Regions from separate parts of the Mus musculus genome. Here regions 1 and 2 are each linked to region 3. A link is a contact called in public promoter capture Hi-C data. All regions are on one chromosome and are shown on one strand. The core of a region is the stretch at or near the end of the contact, and the rest is flanking DNA. Distances in the headings are between cores, read along the strand shown. Region 1 holds the start of Fkbp2 (FK506 binding protein 2). Region 2 holds the start of Trmt112 (tRNA methyltransferase 11-2). Region 3 holds the start of Ccs (copper chaperone for superoxide dismutase).

The links. Promoter capture Hi-C pulls out the DNA fragments that hold promoters and counts their contacts.
Region 1: a promoter capture Hi-C map of pre-B cells shows a contact between it and region 3, with 2.2 times the contacts expected there. A contact is called at or near these places in 3 of 39 promoter capture datasets (liver and pre-B cells) and 1 of 130 datasets of targeted methods (astrocytes).
Region 2: a contact with region 3 is called in a promoter capture Hi-C map of liver, with 2.4 times the contacts expected there. A contact is called at or near these places in 2 of 39 promoter capture datasets (both in liver).

Annotation. Positions count from the first base shown.
Region 1 is chr19:6,978,456-6,982,659 of GRCm38.p6, forward strand. Fkbp2 (FK506 binding protein 2) reads right to left here and starts at 2,009. Exons shown (of 6, transcript NM_001166368.2): 1 at 1,939-2,009; 2 at 518-686; 3 at 103-215. The coding sequence starts at 682. LOC114841036 (Uncharacterized protein LOC114841036) reads right to left here and starts at 1,985. Exons shown (of 6, transcript NM_001370419.1): 1 at 859-1,985; 2 at 518-686; 3 at 103-215. The coding sequence starts at 1,795. The coding sequence ends at 995. It overlaps Vegfb (vascular endothelial growth factor B), which reads right to left. Exons shown (of 7, transcript NM_001185164.1): 7 at 4,017-4,204.
Region 2 is chr19:6,908,113-6,912,224 of GRCm38.p6, forward strand. Trmt112 (tRNA methyltransferase 11-2) reads left to right here and starts at 1,586. Exons shown (of 4, transcript NM_001166370.1): 1 at 1,586-2,150; 2 at 2,251-2,352; 3 at 2,472-2,561; 4 at 2,640-2,916. The coding sequence starts at 2,073. The coding sequence ends at 2,747. Prdx5 (peroxiredoxin 5) reads right to left here and starts at 1,994. Exons shown (of 6, transcript NM_012021.3): 1 at 1,347-1,994; 2 at 1-4. The coding sequence starts at 1,505. Esrra (estrogen related receptor, alpha) reads right to left here. Exons shown (of 7, transcript NM_007953.2): 7 at 2,865-3,898. The coding sequence ends at 3,639.
Region 3 is chr19:4,837,053-4,840,898 of GRCm38.p6, forward strand. It overlaps Ccs (copper chaperone for superoxide dismutase), which reads right to left and starts at 2,270. Exons shown (of 8, transcript NM_016892.3): 1 at 2,145-2,270; 2 at 1,779-1,851. The coding sequence starts at 2,183. It overlaps Ccdc87 (coiled-coil domain containing 87), which reads left to right and starts at 2,314. Exons shown (of 1, transcript NM_207268.3): 1 at 2,314-3,846. The coding sequence starts at 2,430.

The sequences.
Region 1 (4,204 bases), core at 759-3,258, 2.1 Mb after region 3:
TAGCACATGAAGCGCCCAGACCCCTGTCCCACAGCTGGGCCTTCCTCCCACAGCTCGCTTGCTGGATCACTCACTACAACATGTACCCCAGACCAGACTTACCCCAGCAGCCCCTGGTCCCAGCCCTTGATAACCTGGCCAGTGCCAAGGGAGAAAACAAAGGGCTGGTTCTGTGGTAGGCTGCTGTCAAACTCCGTCCCATCTTCTAGCTTTCCCTGTGAGACCATGGGAAAACTAGTAAGGAGAGGTGACAAGTCCACAACCCTTCCACCCAGCTAGTCTCCCCACCACAGCCCCAGGGCCAATGCCTTGGGTAGCTCATGTGTGTTAATTTGGATGCTGATATCTAGCTGAGTAAACTGAAAAGCAAGATAGAATCGTGGGAAGGAGCTTAGAGGTCAAAGGGGGATAGATGTGTTTGAGGTTATCTACCTAGCTGAGAAAAAACAGATGCCAAAGTCCTTTCAGGTCCTGAAACCTGCCAAAGCCCCAGAGGCTGCTCCACTCTGACACTTACCGTGTAGTGCATGTGTAAGACATCTCCCTTTCTAGACTTGATAGGACAGTGGTCCACACGTTTCTTCACTCCAATCTGCAGCTTCCGTTTGCCTTCGGCCCCCGTGGCTGCTGCCAGGGCACTCAGGCAAATGGACAGTATTGTCAGGATCCAGCTCAGCCTCATGTCTCTGTAGGCAAAGGCCACCCCACCCCCAACCAAAAAACTGGGGGGTGGAGTCATGGGACGTCTTCAGTCTGTATCAGGAGGACGCCAACTCCCCATTATATCTTGCCTGTTTCTGGGGAATCCCACAGTCCTGGGTCACCACCCCCTCCCCTGGGCTCTGTAGCCACACTTACCAGTCCAGTGAGAAGGGGGCTTGACCGAGGACCCCAGCAGCGAGGGGAGGGGGTCAGGGGAGGCCACAGCAGCCAGTGCCCCCTCCCTTTGCTCACTACCTGACCTTCTCTCCCTCCCAGTCCCCATCTCCGTTCTTCAGTTCCCGCTAGCCCCTTTACGCAAAGTCCAAACCCTATCTGATTGCACCGGATTTGTCCCGACTGGACGACCCCACTCCCGCCACACCCAGCTGCCCCCTGTCCAGCACACCCACACATCTGCGGCTGCTGCAGGTGTTCGGCCCCGAGGCACCCACACATCTCCACTAGGTGGCTCTGAGGAGCCCCGGTCCTCCGGGGGCACCCCCCAGTCCGGCCCCGTGCCTCCTCCACCAGGGGCACCTCCCCAACTCTGAGCTCTTGGGGGCCTCCGGGGAACCCAAACTGGCTCAGAGTCAGCAGGGCGCCGAGCTCGCTCCACCCACACCACCTCTCCAGGGGGAGTTCTCGGTCTACCGCGACCCCAGGCGCGGCCACCACGGAGACCGCCCCCGCGTGGACGCCCCCGGCCATAGCTCAAGCTTAGCTCTGCGCAAGGCTCCTTGGCCCCACCCTTTACGGCGTGAAGCTCCGCCCCCTGACCTGCAGCTCCACCCTCCGCAATGTTAGACCTAGTCTCCAGCAGAGGGGCCACGCCACTCACTGACTGAAGTCCCACCTCCAACGACTGGGATCTCACGCCCTCTGTCTCCGAGCCAAAGGCTCCACTTTCCACCTGCTCCAGCTCCTCCTCTAAACCCCAAGCCCCGCCCCCCACGCCTCCTACTCCAGCTATGGGCCACTGGGTTCCGCCCTCAACTCGCACTGGCTCCGTTGTCCCTCCCACCGCTGTTCCGCGCCCCGCCCCGAGCCCCAGGGCTCCGCCCCGTACGGCGTGAGAGCCCGCCCCCTGCGGCATTGCCAGAGGCCGGACCCCAGCCCCAATTCCTTCGTTTGCTGCCCCTGGCTGGCACGCGGACTCCGGCCCGCTTCAGGCCGGCCTGCCCCAGGTTGCCCTCCTGCACCCGGATCCCCCAGCCTGGGCTGTGGCCCCCCGCTCACCTCCTCGCCGCGCCCCCGGAGCCAATCCCGCTCGTGCTGTCACTTCTGCGCAGGCGCGTCTTCGTCGCTACAGGGCGGGACACGCTGCCCGCCCTCATTGGACCGTCCAAAACCCGCTGCTGCATCTATGGGCGGGGCTTCTCATTTGGCCCTGCCTCCTGAGTGACTGCGTGACAACGTCACTTCCGGGGTTCAGATTCCGGGTCTAGTTTGGCAAAAGTTGTGTCCGAGAGACAGAAGGCAGTTCCAGCCAAGGTGACATGGTCAAGCAAGTATGACTGCACGCGCCTGGAGGGGTTCTAGCAGGCACCGTGCTGACTTCCTGACCGGCACGCCTTTGGGTAGTTGTTGTGGGAAGAGGCTAGGGGTTCGGAGCGACAACCCGGATTTGAATCTTAGTTCTTTCATTTCTTGGCTGGCTGCGTGACCTTGACTAAGTTCGTTCTTTTGGTGGTGCGCTCTATGACACCCATACCACATGGCCCTGAGCTATGCGGACCCCTTTCATCTTGTGGTCTACAGTGTCAAGTCTCATCTGTGGGTGAACAAACGTCTCCTGGGCCAGGTCTATCATTCACTGCCCAGGAGACACATTCTCTAACCTAAAGATCCTGAAATTTAGAGGAAGCCAAACCTGAGTTAGGCTATGGAGTCTAGTGATTTCATACCCGTCTTAGGCCGTTTGCCCTGCTAAGACCATTTATTCAGATACCAATGGAAGATAATCATGATGTTGACCCCAAGAGAAGCATACTGCATATCTGATGAAGCTTAGTGGGTTCTGAATGTTTAGCTCTCAAATCCTAACCTTCACTGAGCCAGAGCATGATCACCAATATCACTGCTGAGAAAGTTATTTAAACATGATAAAAAATGGTGTGCTGTCCCATGACTGTAATGTCAACACTCTAGAGGTAGATATAGAGGGATCAGAAATTCAAGGACATTCCAGCTACATGAAGAATTCTGAGTCAGCCTAGGATACAGGAGACATTTTCTTAAAAGAGAAAGTTCAAAAGCAGCATCAGGGCTGAAGATGCAGTAAATCAGTAATATTTGCCAAACATGTATGAAGCCAGGAAGTTTAAGGTCATGCAGGCTATGTGAGACTCTCATGGATGGGTAAGTAATTATGTGATGATCATCATCTTGAGGAATTCTTTAGTTTACCCTACTCCTGCTTTGATACCACCAAGATCATGACCTCAGTGTCAGTCCCTTCATTAGGGCGGCTACTTTCAGTTACTTCTGTCCCTGAATGTTCTGTAGCAGGCCAAAGCCTTGGTGCTTCGCTAGCCTTCCCACACTACCCAGGACAGTGGAGAAGGGTAGACACTGAGCCTGGACCAAGTAGGTTAGGAATCTCAAACAGCAGCTGATGAATCCTGGGATGCCAGGGATTGTAGGTGGAGAAGACTCTGGGTGTGTTTCTTTAAAAAGGCTTTCCAGTCGGGCATTAGTGGCGCATGCCTTTAATCCCAGCACTTGGGAGGCAGAGGCAGGTGGATTTCTGAGTTCAAAATCCAGACCAGCCTGGTCTACAGAGTGAGTTCCAGGACAGCCAGGGCTATACAGAGAAACCCTGTCTTGAAAAAAAGAAAGAAAAAAAAAAGGCTTTCCAGTCATATGAAGGCAGGATTGAGGCATGAAAGGGGCAGCCACAAGGAACAATATTGCAAGTGTATACTCAACAGAGAAAGTGGGTGATACCTCCTATTATATATATATATTATTATATATATTAAAAACAAAAACAAAAAAAAAAACCTCACACTAGTTGAGAGCCAAGAGGGTTCCGTTTGGTGGCAATTATCTATTCTTGCCATGTGAATCTGGGAAGCAGTTCTTATGGTCTAGGTCTCCTTAATTTCTGGCCAGGGTAGTCAGAATCCTTGTGGTGAGCAGGAGGCAAGGACTTTTTGTAACAATCTGTGGTTGTGGCTTTACCTGGGAACTGCTGTCGGGGTTGGGCACACTGGCACAGTAAGATAGGAAGCAAAACTGAAATGATGCTGTGTTGCGCTTTCCTGCCCAAGCTGGCCAGCCTGGAGAGTAGCAAACAATGACAGAAGCAGCCATAGTGTCTTCCATCTCTTTTATCAGAGTGTGAGTGTGTGTGTGTGTCACAGTTATCATAACAGAACCCAAATCCCGTTATTGGTAGAAGTTTGGGGTTTTCATAGTGAGGGGAGACAGCCAGCCAGAAGATGCTCACTTGACCAGGGTGGTTAAGTGAGAGAGTACCCTGGCCCCTGAGGTGAGACAT
Region 2 (4,112 bases), core at 336-2,835, 2.1 Mb after region 3:
CCACCTGGAGAAAAAGACTCCAGGGTAAAACAGAGTGAAGAGAGACTAGTGAACCACAGCCACACAGATAGACCTTGATGGAGCCAGTGCTCACACCCAGCAGAAAAAGTGCCTGGCGGTTCAGGGGTCCATTTCTGTCCTCGCTCTCCTGTATGTCCTGCCTGCCCCACATCCTACATGACTGATTCTGCTTAAGGCCAGTTGGTGGCAACAGAGAAAGGGAGAGGCCTTCTCAAGTGTTGCAATACTGTATAAACAAGCCACCCAAGATGGGTCAATGCACAGAGGAGGGGTACAGAGGGCTATGTTTGGGGTTGAGAAACCGCCTGGTAACAGGCAGGAAGAAAAATCCTATCCACACACCAGGAGAAACACTTTGGAAAACCAGGTTAGCTATGTAAGCCAAAATGTTCAGGATGTAGGCTCTTGGGGTCGGTGGGAAGTGTCAGCCCACCTGGGGGCTTTCAGAGCCACAAGAGGAAAGGAAGGCTGAGGTGGGTAGGTAAAGGTGCCCACCACCAAGCCTGGTCAACTGAGCTCTAGCCCCACAAGCGACATGGTAGATAGAACTGACTCCTGAGAAAATTGTCCTCTGACCACCACACTCACATGCCTGTTACCAAACACACACACTAAGTACATGTTTAAAAGTTTTTCTTTTTTCTTCTTTTTATAAAGGGCCTTTAATCCTAACATTCGGGACGCAGAGTCAGACAGATCTCTAGGAGTTTGAGGCCAGTCTGGTCTACACACCAAGTTCCTGGCCAGCCAAGACTATATAGTAAGTCAACCTCTGTCTCTGTGTGCCCCCCCCCTTCCTTCCCTCCCTCCATCCCTCCCTTCCTCTCTCCCTCCCTCTCTCTTTCTCTAAAAATTAAGTCCAAAAACAGGAGAGGGGATAGGTTCAAGAATTCCCAGAAAGATCAAACAGAAGGGCGGGATCGGGGTGAGCATACATAGAGTGGAAACAGAAGTGGAAAAGATCAACCCAGGTCCCCAAGGGACCATGGCTCTTTCAAAAGATGAGATGAAATGGAGTTTAGTACAATCACAAAAGTGCTGGGGCTTTGGGGAAAGGGTTGGAAAAGCTGCCAAGCGGCAAAAGAGGCATTTTAAGAATGTGGGAAATGACATAGCATTCGGTCGCTTGAAAATGGTGGGGACTTGTCCCTGGACGTGGCATAGATGTGAGAGGGCAGCTCAAGAAATGTCCCAGGACGGAGAAGCAGAGACAGGGTCTTACAAAAAACATGACAAGAAGAAACGTCAAGGAGGACAGCCCGAGACCCCGCGTGGAACCCAAAGAGACGCGATAGGCTGGACCCAGGAAAGGTAAAACCGGTCACCTTGATCGGGGCCATGGTCACCGCGGAGCTGCTGAAGCTGCGGGCTCCGCCACACTCCCAACCTGCTTCTTTCCGGCCTGCTCTGCCTGCCAAGCACGTCGATGCACGGAGCACAGAACTGGCTTTGCAGCCCAGGACTCGAAGCCCCAGCTGTAGCATACCCGCCCCGCTGCCGCAGCCCACCCGCAGATGGCTCTGCCCACAGGAGGTGGATGCAGGGACAGCTCCGCCCACGCCGCACGTCCCACGTCGCAGCCACAGCGCCGGCTTAGAGGGGCAGGGCCGTGACGCACTACGACGCGGCGGGGCTCTCAGGGCTCGCACACCTTCTTCAATCGCAGAAAGAGGTGCCTGGTTTACCGACGTGACAGTTCGTGACCCATAGCCGCAAACAGAGGTCGGGGATGATCTGGCTGAGCCTCAAATGTGTTCGTTTTACCTGCGCCGTAACGCAGCCGGTTTACACGTGACTTGCATAGTGTGTACTCTCTTCAGCGAGCGGGATTCGGCGTAAGCCTTTGCAGTCTCCCCGAGAAACGCTTCCGGTACCAGGACGTGACCCAACACAGTCCTTCCGATCTCGGCTGCCGCCAAGCCCCCCAAAAGGTCCCCTAAGTCGGCCACTTCCGGTCCGGCGAAGAGTTCAACGGCTTCAAAGCGGAAGTGGTAGAAAGGAGAAGTGTGGACTCCTTCCGGTTCCGGCCTCACGCGCTCCGCTGTGACAACATGAAACTGCTCACCCACAATCTCCTAAGCTCCCATGTGCGGGGCGTGGGCACGCGTGGCTTCCCGCTGCGCCTGCAGGTAACTGCACAAGGGTTCATCGCCCATATAGTTCAGGGTGGAGCCTCCGGGACCCGGACCTACCTCGCTAAACCTTTTTACCGCCCCCCCCCCCCCGCAGGCCACTGAGGTCCGCATCAACCCCGTGGAGTTCAACCCGGAGTTCGTGGCGCGGATGATCCCCAAAGTGGAGTGGGCGGCGCTTGTGCAGGCAGCGGACACCGTAAGGACCCCGCCCCTTCTGTCGCCCCTTGGGGGCGGGCTCAGGCTCTGAGCCTCTTCCCTGCCCGGACGGCCTCGGTGTTCGTGTGCCCACTGACCACGTACGCTTCCTTTCCACAGTTAAACTTGGCCGAGGTACCCAAAGAGCCGACTGAAGGCTATGAGCACGACGAGACATTTTTGAGGAAGATGCACCACGTGTTGCTTGAGGTGAGAATCCTTGGGCATCGCCTGCCCAGACCTCCCACTGAGGCTACCGGTGCTTAGCTTTGTCCTGCTCCCCTGCAGGTTGATGTACTGGAGGGCACCCTGCAATGCCCAGAATCTGGTCGTCTTTTCCCCATCAGCCGCGGGATCCCCAATATGCTGTTGAATGATGAGGAGACTGAGACGTAACCTTGCTAGCCGCCACTTTGGTATTTTGTTGACTGTGTGTTTCTGTTGTACGGTCTGTTAAATAGACGTGTCATGTGTGACCCCCAAACTCCCCCCAGTGACTCACCGACCACCGTGTACTTGAGCTCCATAGTATATTTTTTTTCTCATTAAAGGTTCAAAACCAAAAGCGGTTTCTCTTTGCAGCAAATATACATTAAAATAGAGTCTCTGTACAGCCAAGGGCTCTGGGCCCTGGCTTGCCCCATGGCCCTGCGCCTCCCTGGCCAAACCCAAAAATAAATATAGTGTTATTGCTCTGCAGGGCATAGAGGCAGTGCTGTCCCCCACCCCTTGAGGTGGGAGCTGATAGGGGGCCCTGGCCACCCCTGGGGTCCAGGGGCTGGAGCCTGCTTGGAGTTATTGCTTCAAGGGGGGGCAATAATGCCCAATGCGGATGAGGAGAGGAGCGAAGGGACGGGGCCTTTGCTTTCCAAGCCCCCCTCTGCTCCGGAGAGGAGATCGGATTAAGCAGCAGCAAAAGCATCACCCAGTGGGAGCCGGCGGCCTCCATCCCTTCCCTCCCTGAGATCAGTGTCTGCCTCCTGCACATCCCCTGCAGCCCCCTATGGCTTCCGCGAGGCCCCCAACACTCTTGGGGGGCACGTTATGGCTTGCAAGGGGCAGCACTGTGCCCACACCTGGGCATTCACTTTCCTGGCTTCTGACAATCCCCCACACACACAAAGTGGGGAGGGAAGGGCATGAAGCCTTCTCCCAGGGGCGGATGGCATTGCCCTGGCCCTGCCAGCAGGCTATGGCACTGCCCAGACTCCAGCTTTGCCCCTTTGGGGCTAACACCCTATGCTGGGCAGATCCTGCCAGCCACCCCACCCTGTCCCACCCCTTGCCTCAGTCCATCATGGCCTCAAGCATTTCCAAAAACAGCTTGTGCATGGGCACCTTGCCCTCCAGCTTCACCCCATAGAAATGGGCCAGGACTTTGCCTGCTGTCTGGCGGAGGAGTGGCAGCGTAAGCAGCAGCCTGCCTGCACGCCTCCGCTCAGCACCCCCTCCAGGGCCAGCCCGGCCAGCTTCATACTCCAGCAGGGCCTCATGCAGGGCTTCGCGCAGCTGCTCCACAGCCTCAGCATCTTCAATGTGCACAGAGTCTAGGAAGGGAGAGAACCATTGGCTGAGATGACTAAAGGGCAGGACTCATCTGTTTGGATACTCTGGGTGGGCTAATACACTCGCTGCTCTGCCTGTGAGCCGGGGCCTATCCTTTCTCACCAGTGGACACCTCCCAACCTCCACACTGCCCCTCTCACTACTGCCTGGTTGGCACACCACTAGGGCTCAGAATCCTATGTATAATTCAGGACC
Region 3 (3,846 bases), core at 1,020-3,519:
TGGTGTCCACCTGTCTTCCTTAATTGCTCTCCACCTGTTATGCTGAGGCAGGTTCTGTCACTTGAACCCAGAGCTCACTGATTTGGTTAGTCTAGCTAGCCAGCTTGCCCTGGGATCCCTGTGTCTATCTTCTGAGGGCTGGGACCACAGGCGGTCTGTCTGCCACGCCAGTCTGGCATAGACACAGGTGCTGGCAATCTGAACTGGACTCTCACACTGATGCAGCTATCACTTCTACTGACTCAGCCATCTTCCTTGCCCCTGGCAAACACATGGTTCACAGACACAGGCACGCAAAACACCCGTACATATTAAATAAAACAGATTTTAAAAATAAACCTAAAAAAAAAAAATCATCCCAAGCCAGGCAGATGGCTTAACGGATGAACTTTTCGGGTTTGGTTCTGCTTTTTGGTTTGTTTGGGTTTTTTGTTTTTTGTTTCTTTTTGTGCTTTTTTAAAAAAATTATTAATTTTATGTATGTGAGTACATACACACCAGAGAGGGCATCAGATCCCACTACAGATGATTGCTGGAAATTGAACTCAGGACCTCTGGAAGAGCAGTTAGTGCTCTTAGTTGCTAAGTCATCTCTCCAGCCCTGGGTGAACTGTTCATGCTACACAAGACAGCTGGAAGCAGAGAACCAGCTCTGGAGTTGTTCTTGACCTCCACATGCACAAGCCCTCCTCCAAGCACATCATGCACACACTCACTAATAATAAATCAAATAATAGTTCCAGGTCAGGTGTGGTGGCGCACGCACGCACGCACAACTTTCATCTCAGCACTCGGGGGTAAAGGTAAGCAGATCTCTGTGAACTGCAGGCCAGCCTGGCCTACATAGTGAGTTCCAGGAAAGCCAGGGCTATGTGGAGAAAGACCTTATCTCAAAATAAAACAAAACAATCAGTCCCCTCAATCGTCCTCCTAAAACCCCACCTTTGCCTGTAAGCTTTTCTCCTCTTTCCTCTTACAATCCCCTGAAATTGAGTGGGCTCTCACTACAGGCTCAAGACTTGTATCAACTAATTCACTCCTCATGACAACACTGAGCTATGAACACTGTTCAAACACTGAAGAAACAGAAACACAGAAAATAAGCACGAAGCTGTACATCTGTGGAACTATACGCACTGGGGTTCCCCACCCCACCCCTGCCAGTGTCCTGGCTTCAGACTCTCATCTCCTTCTTTCCCTTTGCCACCATGGCTTCCCAAGGAAGTGTTCTAGGAGCGCTCCTTTGCCAAAGCTTATACGATCTTTACCTAAGCATAGGGGTAAACATTTTCCCTCAGAAACCCCCAGTGTCTAATCTATACTGGCTGAAAGGTTGAATGAACATTTAACAGAATCCAAAACAGCCAGTTTCTAGCGTCAGGAAAATGACTCTGCCTTTCATATCTTTCCTCTTCTGCCAGGTCACCCACCTGCAGACCTCCTGGCTTAAAGTCCCTGAATTGGGCCAGGGATGTTGTCTGCTTTCTCAGAACTGTTCTATTTCCCAAGCCAGACCTCAAATGCCCGCCCCCCTCCCCCTCTAGAATGCCCTTGGTAGGAAGTGCTCTATACTCTGGCTAGTTCCATGCTGTTCAGCAGCTGGACAGGCAGTTTGTACTAGAAGAAAGCTCTGGCTAGGCAAAGCTTGAGGCCTATACTCTAGGCTCTGCATCTCCCGGACTCTGAGAAACTTCCTTTCATTCTTTCTGCATCTATGCAACCGGAATACGGCTAAACACAAACCCCTGGCTGATCCCAGAAAGATTGTCTACTCTTACCTGCCACCCCTTTCAGGGTCTTGTGCACAGCATCCACACAGCTCTGACAACTCATCTGCACTGCAAACTCCAACTGTAAGGGAAGCAAGGCCAGGGCACATGTCAGACATGATCCTTACTCGCCACCTCATCCCCTATGTCTCTTTGCACACATTGCACTTGACTTCTCTTCAAATTCCTCCTTTATTATCTCATGAACATTCCAGGATCGCGGTCTTTACCACCAACCCCCCTCCCGTGAGGGGCATCTCCGTCCTAACCCCGGAATTTCACCTCCCCAGGAGCCTGTTCTTTCCTGGCTTCCCAAGATATTGATCACCCCAAGGGCTGAAGTTATGCGAGGCTCCACATGAAGCTTTCACTCACCGCACACACAGTCCCACCGTCCCCCGACTTCGAAGCCATCCTAGCTGTTGTCACTGCCTAGGCCGCACCGAACCGGTAGGGTCCAGAGACCAACACAACTCTACTTTGTGGGATGGGCGGAGTCTCGGAGGCCGCCCTTAGCTCCACCTCCTTGGCGCGTGCGCTCCCTAGGCTGAGGCCTCTGAGCTGTCCGGTAGTGCTACCGGCTGCGCAGGCGCATTGATGCAGTTTCCTTAGTAACCATTTGGCGTCCTCTACCCGCTCAGCCGGAACCACCTGGTAAAGATGGAACCACACAGTCAGGAACCTGACCTCAAGCCGATTTACCACCGGTTGCTGAGTCCGCTGTCGCTCTTCCCCAGCAAGGCGAAGCCTCCTCCAGAGCCTCCGAAGCGCCCCTCTCAAGATGCCACGCCCTTGCAATCCATCCCGCTGGCGAAGCTGAAAGTTGGGCCGCTGTGCCGCCAAGTGTCCAAGCGGCTAGCAAGCAGCGGGCGGGCGGCACGAGTAACTGCCAAGGACCGACTTCGTCTCACTGAGGTTATTCTAGAAGAGCTGAAGTGCAACTGGCGGGAACCTCCTATAGAACCCATTCTGGACTACGAAAACAACCAGAAGCTGCGGCAGCGGCTCGAGTCCTACGTGCTGATCAGTAGTGAGCAGCTCTTCGTACGCTACCTGCACCTGCTGGTGACCCTGCCGACCTCTAGAAGGGTCTTCACTGAATCAGCCACCCTCAGCCGGTTGGCAGTAAACCTTGCCAGGGATTGCACAGTTTTCCTCACCAGTCCTGATGTCTATCGCTGTCTGCTGGCTGATTTTCAGACCCTGCTAAATTTAAAGCACGCCCAGGGAGGCATAGTCAAATTGCGTCCTCCTCCCTGTCCCCCTGGGACTTTCAAGCTCTGTCCAATCCCCTGGCCTCACAGCACTGGCTTAGACCACATGCCGTGCTCTAGCCTCAACCTGAACTACCTTGTCCAACTCAGCCGCCCATATGATTTCCCCAGTGAGCCCGAACCTGATCCAGTGGAAGAGTTGAAATCCATCCCCCAGCTGAAGAGTAGACAGCAGCTCCTCTGGGTGCCCTCCATGATAAAGGATAAAGAAATTGAATCGAGACCCTCACCGATGGTACCACTGCCTAGTCATTCTCCCAGCAGTGAGAGTCACCAATTCCCCACCTCACCAGTCCATTCCTGGCTCCAAAGGGGCCAGTCCATGCCTTGTCTTCATGAGGGGTGGAGTCTGGCAGATGAGTTGTGCCTTCTTCCTCCCTCTCCTCATCCCCTCACCCCGCTGATCTTGGCTTCAGAGAGTAAACCACTGCCATTCCGGGACATAGTGGCTGAGGATCTGAAGCAGAAAATGAAGATCATGAGAATGGAGTGGAGTCGATACTCCCTGCTGGACTCTGGCCTGCCTCCCCTCCTCGGGGTCCTTACCCGGCGCCTAACTGCCCAGCACCACCTAGAGAAACTGCAGCAAATGATCAAAAGCCTGCAGGAGGAAGAAGCCTCCGGAAAGTGGGATCTCCAACCCCCGAGAATCATCCCACTACACCCACAGCCAGTCACTGTTGCTTTGAAGGTACATGATCAAGTTATAGTCCAGGTAGCTACTGTGCAACTCTCTGAAAGATACTTTAACGACTCTTTCCACGTTGAGGGGGCTGGAGTCCTATACAACCATCTGACTGGGG